Regions from separate parts of the Mus musculus genome. Here region 2 is linked to region 1. The links are chromatin contacts, called in public promoter capture Hi-C maps. All regions are on one chromosome and are shown on one strand. The core of a region is the stretch at or near the end of the contact, and the rest is flanking DNA. Distances in the headings are between cores, read along the strand shown. Region 1 holds the start of Usp11 (ubiquitin specific peptidase 11). Region 2 holds the start of Timp1 (tissue inhibitor of metalloproteinase 1).

Region 1 (4,399 bases), core at 1,222-3,721:
GACAGCTACTGTTACACAGAGAAGCCCAGTCTCAAAAAAACAAAACAAAACAAAACAAAAAAACCACATCTTCCCATTCCTGTCAGTCTTTCAGTTTTGTAATGGATAGGATGTCCACAAGTTCCTCAGCAGACTTCTTATGTCCTAGAAGGTGAAGAAACCAGCTTTAAGGGTTGGGGGAGGGGCAAGCTAAATGGGGAGAAACAGACTGGAATGAAGGAAGTCAGTTCAGATGGATTTAAAGAGCAGCTATCTGCTTGTTCCAAACTCCATTTCTACACTAGTCTTTGGGGTCAGAGATCAAATTAAATTTCCTTCAGGGCTCATACAACTAAGTTGTGACCTCATCTGTGTCAGGTTGGGGTTAGATAATAGAATAACTGTATCAGACACCTCATCACTACTGTAAAATCAAACTCCCTACAGAAGCTAACTGAAAATAAGAGGGATGTTAGATCATGTGATTGGGAGGAGGGTTGAACTGCAAGCAGACCTGTGTGCACAGGGGTCTATATAGGAATAGGAAGGCACAGCTTAAAATTCTTGTCTGTGTGTAGTTGGTAATAGTGAAGGTAATCACTAAACTAGCCCCAAAATCATGATTTGCGGGGGAGTTTGTGGGTTGTCAACAGGAACAGGTGAGGACAGCCAAAAGAAAGGGAGGTGGAGAAGCACAGAGAACTAAAGTCATCACTGACCAGTAGAACTGAGAGCCTACAAGAAAAGGGTAACAGCCTAATAGGATCTTTCTCAACCAGAGAGATGATCTCCACACTTAAGGATGTCTGATTATGTCTGGTGATACACAGCCTTTGTTGTGATGGTTGCCACCATTTTCTAGAAGTAGAGATCAGGGAACAGCTTAATACCCTAACGTGCTACTTTTTTTCTTTTCTTTTTTTTTTTTTTTTGAGACAGGGTTTCTCTGTCCTGGAACTCACTCTGTAGACCAGGCTGGCCTCGAACTCAGAAATCCGCCTGCCTCTGCCTCCTGAGTGCTGGGATTAAAGGCGTGAGCCACCATGCCCAGCTAAAGTGCTACTTCTCACAAGAAAAAATTGCAGTAGTGCTGAAGTCTGACATAGAGCCTGGTACACCTGTATCCTGTACTCCTAGCATTTGGGAGGCTAAGGCAGGGGGATCATCATAAGTTCAAGGCCAATCTGAGCTTCATGTTCAGAATTGAGACTCTTTCAAAAAAACACCAAAAGAAACCCTGGCCGGTTCAATGGTTTTCACATACATGTTTGTCATCAGATTTCCTTTATATTAAAGATTGGGGACACTCAATGAATTGGTTATCCCAAGATACCCTCTGAATAATTCCACTATATATGCATGAAAATGAGAGTGAAGATACTGCAGAAAGTCTTGATTTTGTGAAACCTCCTGAGAGGGTTTCCTGAGCTGATAGCATGTGACCACAGTTTGAGGATCTGCCTGGTGTTTAAGGACACAGCTCTGGAACTAGGTCTGCCGTGCTATGGCACATCCTAGCTGAGGACAAATGATTTCACATTTCTGGCTCTCAGTTTCCCACATTGTTACTCATGGGCCAAAAACAATACAGTTATCTGCTACCCAAGGCTACTATTTAAGTCCAGCAAGTCACTTAAACTGGACAGACTCAGTATTTGTTATGCTTCCAACAAACACACAGATTTGTCTGGTAACTCTAGTTCAGGAAGCTGAATGTTGAAGTGCATGCCTGTATTCCATCACTTTGGAAGCTGAGGAAGGAGGATCAAGGCAAATCAATTGCCAGCCTGGGCTTCATAGAGTTGGAGGAAATTCTGGGGCAATTTAGCAAAGTCCCTGTCTCAAAGATAGAAAAGACAGATGACACACAGACAATCACACAGAGAGCCACACCCTAGTTCAGGCTCTCAGGAGATGATAAACTATTTGAGAAAAAAACCTTTTATTTCATGTATATAAATGTTTTCCCTGTATTCATATATGTGTACCTTGTCCATTTCCGCTGATCCTCAGGAACCTGTGTTATGGATGGTTGTGAGCCACCATGTGGGTTCTGGGAATTGAACTCTTTCTTCTGCAGGAGCAATGAGTGCCCTTAACCTCTGAGCCATATCTCTAGCCCATACATTTGGTTTTGATGGATGAGAAAGGTAATTCACGTTAGGCTAACAAAAATGCCGCTTTCATAGTATGGGTTTGCAGTTAAAGGGGCAACTATTTGCCCTAAGCATCCTTTGTGAGGCCCTAAACACATATTTGCTCATTTTGGAAACCTCTGGCCTCCACCAAAGGACCATTTCACCTGGTGTTAGAGAATTCCACAAGGCACTAATGTCTTAGTTCCAAACAAGAGAGTTAACCCCTGGTATTGGTTGCAGAGACCACAGACCACCACCCAATTTCCGCCAAATGGTGACGTTTCCAAGATGGCAGTAGCCCCCTGATTGTTGGGGGGCTCTGCTTCCGTTTCCGGGACAGAATCCGGAAGTGCCAGTTGAGGGTCGTCTTCCTATCTTCAGTTGCGTCGGCAGTTGGAGGAGGACAGACGGTGATGGCGGCGGTCGCAGCGGACCCAGCTGCAGCTGCCGTCCCGGCCTCTGCTGAGGACCGAGACACACAGCCCGAGGCAATGCCAGACCTGGATGAACAGTGGCGCCAAATCGGGAATGGGCGAGAGCGTCCACTGCGAGCTGGCGAAAGCTGGTGAGGCTGGGCTTCAATGAAGCCTTGGCCAAGGGGACCTTGGGGGCGTTAGTATCGCGGGGTACTTAGAAATCAAATTCTGAGGATGAAGCGGTGCGAGGCTGGGAAGGGGCTTGGGCCGGCGGGAGAGAGGGGGCGTGGAAGTGCTAAGTGAATGAATCTCAACGTTTGGGGGAAAAGGCGGGGCCCGAGTGGGGCAGTCAGCCGCCTAAGGACAAAATGGGGTTTGTGATAGGGGTGGGGCGTGAAGGGGATGGCCGTGGGAGTCAGGGGACTGCATCGTTTGGGGAGGGGGTGAGAGGGGACTGCGTCTTGGAACCTGGAGCCTGGAAAGGAGGCTGGCTCCGTACTTAACGCGGGGGCGTGGCGTGTGTTACAAAACGTTGCGTCGGTTGCAAGGAACGGCCTACAAGTACTCGAAGCGCCTGTGAACCCGACGAGCTTGGTGGCGTCCGCTGAAGAGCAACTCCATAGCCTATAGCTGTGGGCCGAGGGGCGGAATAGTGTGGTATGGGGAGGGTGCCTGGCTCCTGGGAACAAGGCGAAGGGCTGGGGAGGGGCAAACTGTGGAGGAGGGGCAGTGCCTGGGGCAGAAAATGGCGCCTGCAAAAGAGCAAAGATTGTGACGCGGTATTTTTTTTTGTTGTTTTTGTTATTTTTTTAATACCCCTCTAGTTAAGGTCTCCTTCCTAGAACAGGAGAAAGTGCAGGTGGTTTACAAAAGATTATTTGGGGAGTTTTTTTTTCCACGTGATAATATTTTTGTAATCAGAAATGGCTATTTAAAAGGGATCCACAGCTTTTAACAAATTGTCTTGTTAGACCATTTTTTTTTAAATGCTAATCAATGCCTCTTAAAATTTACTGCTCCCCGGGTTCCTATTTCTCTCTTGAGTTGCTGCTCATTTTTAATTGTGAAAATCGTAAGACCTACAAAGATTATAGTATAAAACGTTTTACATAAATGGACATCCTGCTGAAAGAAATGGTTTGTATGCTTCAAAAATGGCAAGGTCATGAAAGGCATACGCTGAAGAACTGTTCCAGATTGAAGGAATTAATGCAGTTTAACAAGTCTATGCAACACGTGATCCTCATTTGGATCTAGCACAGGAAAAATAAATTATTTTTAAAAATGAGGGTTCTTTCTCATAATTTATTTCTCTTTCACTGTAAATTTTATTGGAAAAAAAATCGGTGAAATTTGACAAAGGCCAGTAGATAAAATACTGGTACTGATAATTTCTTGTGATAATTGTAATGTGGTTATGAAAGAATATCCTTTGGTGAAAAAATACATACTGAAATTTCATAGATAAGGAGCCATCGTGTAAACAACTTACCAAATAATTATATTAAAAATGCACATGGGAGGGAGAAGATTATGGAAATATTGGTCATAGGATGTAAAATTTAGTTAGACAAAAGGGAACAAATTCAAGAGCTCCCTTGTACAAAATGGTGATTATAGCTAATAACACTCTATTCTATACATGAAAATTGCTTAATAGATTTTACATGTTCTTACCCAAACAAACTGTGTGACATAATTGGTTTGTTAACTAGTTTGATTTAGTGTTTTACAATGTATATATCAAAACATGCTGTATACTATCAATGCACACTTTTTTTTGTCTAGTTTAAGATAAATGAAAATACCCCAAAGATGATATGGGGAAAAAAAGAATAGAACAAATGGATAAGGTGTGTTAGATTT
Region 2 (4,399 bases), core at 1,213-3,712, 170 kb after region 1:
ACATGGAGCATGCCTTGCAAGGGACATAAGCCACCCCTTGCGGCACAGATACATGACAGAGCTGTTCATATACAAGAATATCTATTCCCATCTGCTGAGCATTGTGGATCATTTTCCCAAACTTACTTTGCTTCCTCTGTTCATGAGCTTGAACACTGTGGGTGCATCTAAGTGTGTGCCTGCCATATGTGCATACAGGGGCCTTGGGACTTCCTGGGGAGCTTTAGCCTGCTATCTTGGCCTTTATTCTTCCCAAGGCCATTAAAAAATCCCAGGTAGGTACTGTCTTACTGGGCCTCAGTTTCCAGAGGGAAATAATCAAGCTCTCGCACTTAATACTCTGGGTATCATCAGGTATTTACACATGACAGCAGATCACTATGGGAACCTCACACCTATCCAGTTTAGCAGATAGTCACAGGCTAAACATCCCTCTGTAATGTCCACCCCACTCCATTTCAAACCTGTACAATAATCTGAATCCTTAATGTAAACAGCTGGCAAAACTGTGCTGACTCAGGTTTCATAGTTAAAGAGCTGTCGTCAGAAGCTGGCTCATAGAAGAGGCGAGACAGGACTTTCCCTGTCTTTACGTCTCCTCAGTCCTGCCGCCTAGTTACTCAGCCCCCTGTCTCACTTTCTCCTCACTTTCACAATCAGATGGTTGAAAATTTTGGTCTCCTTCCCTTTCTCCTTTTCTCTGTACCTCCTCCCACCACCACAGTAATTTCTTCACCATCTTTCCTGGACAGGCCATTTGATTCCTTTCTGTCTCTGTTTTCTTACTAAATAGTAAAAATATGAATCATACCTCACAGATATGTTGGGAAGAATAAGTCAATTATTTCAGAGAAAAGAAAATCTTAGTATACACATATAGTAAACCTGAATCTTCAAAGAGTTGGTTACTATTATTGTTGTTATTGATTTAATACCTCTTCATTAAATAACATTAAGGAACAAGGAGGACAATGGCAAACAAACAAACAAAATTTCTGAGCTGGCAATATGGCCCATCAGATAAAGGTGCTTGCTGCCTCCATGCCTGATAACCTGAGTTTGAGCCCTAGAACCCACAGGGAAGGAGAGGATTGGCCCCTGCAAGTTGTCCTTTAAGCAATGCAAGCATGTCATGGCACAAACACACACACACACACACACACACACACACACACACACACACACACACACACACACACACACAGTGTAAAAAAAAACCTTTTAAAACAGTGTATTGTACATAGTACCCTGTTGAGTGCTGGCAGGAGGTTTTTGTGTCCTGTGGTTTCTGAACCAATTTACCTAAGTTAATAAAATTGAATTAGCTAAAGTAAATTTACATAATAACCTTAGTAATGATGTACAGTAAGCATTCAGTAAGTAGCTGTGATCACCACTACCATATTCTCTCTGTCTCTCTCTCTATCTCTGTCACAGGTTCTCACTATGTATCGCTGGCTGTCCTGGAACTCACTGTATAGACTATGTACCCTCTAATTCTCTGGATCAGCTTGCCTGCTGCGATTACAACCATTGTCATTATTATTGGTCTTTCCTCCCTATATTAATTGAAGATGCTAATCAGTCCATAGAACCCTTCCACAGGACCCCAGGGAATACTCCTGCATCATCAGGAAGCTGGTGGGCAGCAGTTGCCTCATCCCATCCCCACAAGGGGTGTGGGCTGGTTGGTGGGGGAAGGGGCAGGGCAGGATGGAGTAGGGATGGTTTTTCTACTGACTCACTAACTTCTTTTACCATCAGTCACCACCACCACCACCACCCATGCTCACCACACCATTCCCTGCTTGTCAAGATTGTGTCCTGCCTGAGTTAGGACTCCAGGGTCAGGAAGCCTAGGTTTAAATCCCTGTTTTGTCCTGTGACACTAACAAAGATCTTTACTTCAGTTATTTGCCTGTTTGGTCTTGTTTCTGTTTAAGACAGGGTCTCTTGTAGCTGATGATATCTTCAAATAGCCTCACCGGTGTGTGCAGCCACAGCAAGGTTTGGGGTACCTAGGCTCTGTCTGCAAGCAGCCTCGGTTCCCTCCCAGTTCTGCCAGACTCAACTGCTATCTTGGATAAGTCATAGACTTATCCAGTGTATCAATTTCCCCACTATGTATTTGTGCCTCTTCTCCCATGTCATGTCCCTCAACTGCTTTTCTAGTTTGTCACCCTCTGACACCCCTCACCAGAATTTCAGATCCACAGGAATGCCTTTCTTGTGAGATTGTTACATAGTAGATGAAAGGCGTGAGAAAGAAGTTATTGGCTTCAGCCACAGGAAGTTTGGGGAATATGGGAAACCTGAGAGGCACAAAGCTTTAGGCGCTCTCTCTTCTGCCCTTCAAGGCCGCCAGGAAGGACTGTGCATGACGTGGAGCTGGGGGAAGGGGGCGCAGTGGGCTGGCTGGCAGAGGAGGGAGTATCTTTGGGTTTATCCTGGGGCCCGCCCCTAGGCTTTGACTCCAGCGGTGGGTGGATGAGTAATGCGTCCAGGAAGCCTGGAGGCAGTGATTTCCCCGCCAACTCCGCCCTTCGCATGGACATTTATTCTCCACTGTGCAGCCCCTGCCGCCATCATCGCAGATCGGGGCTCCTAGAGACACACCAGAGGTAAGTGGGAGCCGGGTGTCCTGGCAGAACTGGGGCTTGCCTGGAGCCTGTGTTGGTGCGGCTCATGCAGCCCTTGCCAGACTAACTGCTCACGTGGCTTGCAGGTATCAGGATCCCTAGTTAGCTAAAGAGGAATATAACGGGAGAGGGCCTGGAATGATCGTCCCAAGCTGGACTCTCCAGACTCCTTCATGCCTTTGCTAAGTGCTCCAAACCCACAAGCCTTTAATACCTTGAAGACTTCCCAACTTGCCTGTCCCTCAATCCTTATGGTTCCTGGTAACTCCCCTGTTCTCTTTGCCATGTCTGGTTCATGGAACTTCAACAGTTCTTCTGCCTACAAATTCCTCAAGCATTACCATTGTCGTAAACCTCCAAATTCCCCAAGACCCTTAACCCCCATTTTCTCCAGCTCCCTAAAACCCCAAACCTGTTCTAACCCCCCAATATCTCTGAAATCCTCAGCCCATTATATTTTAATAGCCCTAATTCCTCATTATATTTCTCCAGTTTCCCAAACTCCAAATTCATCACTACACAAATGTCAGATTTTCCCAATTCTGTTAAATTCTCAACGTTCTCCGCTCCCTTATTCACCAACTGCCACAACTCCATTCTCTAACCTAAAGAGGTCCCAAATCTCCCTAGGACCAATGGCCATGTAAGCCGTTGGTCTGGGAACCTATTAACACCTACTCTTTACCAGCAGATACCATGATGGCCCCCTTTGCATCTCTGGCATCTGGCATCCTCTTGTTGCTATCACTGATAGCTTCCAGTAAGGCCTGTAGCTGTGCCCCACCCCACCCACAGACAGCCTTCTGCAACTCGGACCTGGGTGAGTCTGGCCCCCTTTCTGTCCCTCTTAATCCAATAGGGTTCATTATGGCAGTTGTCTCTAGGACAGTTCTACTTACCCTTCCATACATCTGCTTTTGCCACACTGACATCCTTGGGCCTAAGCCTACCTTTGTGCTGGCTGCTCCCAGTACTATGTACATGCTTTTCTGTAGTTATCTACATGGGTGGCTGCCTTAAAAGTCATCTTACTGAGGTGCTTGCCTACTTTTATTTAATTTTAAATTTAATGCCAGCCACATAGTACTCCTGAACCTTTGTTACATATGCTGTTAATGGCACTTCTTAGGACACAGGCAGGCAGACTTCATTCAGGACCATGACAATTAGAATTTGCCAAGAGATGGGGGTGGTGGGGGGAGATAGATTAACTCTCAACATTACATGGGCAAATGGAACTCAATGGCCAAGGAACAGTTTGGGAGTTGGTGAATGGGAAACCATTGAGAAGAAATATCAAAGGCAAGAGGATTCAGGCTAAATCCATTAAAAAGATTATTTTTATTTATGTGTATGTTTGTGTGTATTCCATGTGTGGTGTGTAGGTGCCTGTGGGTCCTCAAGGCATCAAATCCCCTGGAGCTGGAGTTATGAATGGTTGTGAGCTACCCTATGTGGATTCTGGGAACTAAACTTGGGACCTCAAAGAGCAGCAAGTGCTCTTAACCATTAAGTCATCTCTCTAGCCTATCAGCTTACTTTTTGTTTTTGAGACTAGGTCTCACTATATAACCCAGGCTGGCCTTGAACCCCTGATCCTTCCCACTCAGCCATCCAAGTGCTGAGATTGCAGGTCTGTGCCATCACACCCAGTTTAGGTCTCTTGAAAACTGGCTAGTATAATCATCTGGTGGCCCCATCACATACTGAGGAGAATCAGATAAGGGTGGGTGTTTTCACTAACCTAATTTAGGATACTT

Evidence for each region. Promoter capture Hi-C pulls out the DNA fragments that hold promoters and counts their contacts.
Region 2: a promoter capture Hi-C map of embryonic stem cells shows a contact between it and region 1. The contact joins the promoter of Timp1 here to the promoter of Usp11 in region 1. A contact is called at or near these places in 8 of 39 promoter capture datasets (cranial neural crest, embryonic stem cells, hippocampal neurons and 3 more), 1 of 484 Hi-C or Micro-C datasets (uterus), 2 of 115 datasets of contacts at active chromatin or transcription factors (cardiomyocytes and pancreatic cancer cells) and 3 of 9 other capture datasets (adipose tissue, liver and pancreatic islet).

What each region holds. Positions count from the first base shown.
Region 1 is chrX:20,701,438-20,705,836 of GRCm38.p6, forward strand. Usp11 (ubiquitin specific peptidase 11) reads left to right here and starts at 2,472. Exons shown (of 21, transcript NM_145628.4): 1 at 2,472-2,682. The coding sequence starts at 2,531.
Region 2 is chrX:20,867,704-20,872,102 of GRCm38.p6, forward strand. Timp1 (tissue inhibitor of metalloproteinase 1) reads left to right here and starts at 2,463. Exons shown (of 6, transcript NM_011593.2): 1 at 2,463-2,621; 2 at 3,331-3,459. The coding sequence starts at 3,336. The region is part of intron 5 of Syn1 (synapsin I); the gene reads right to left.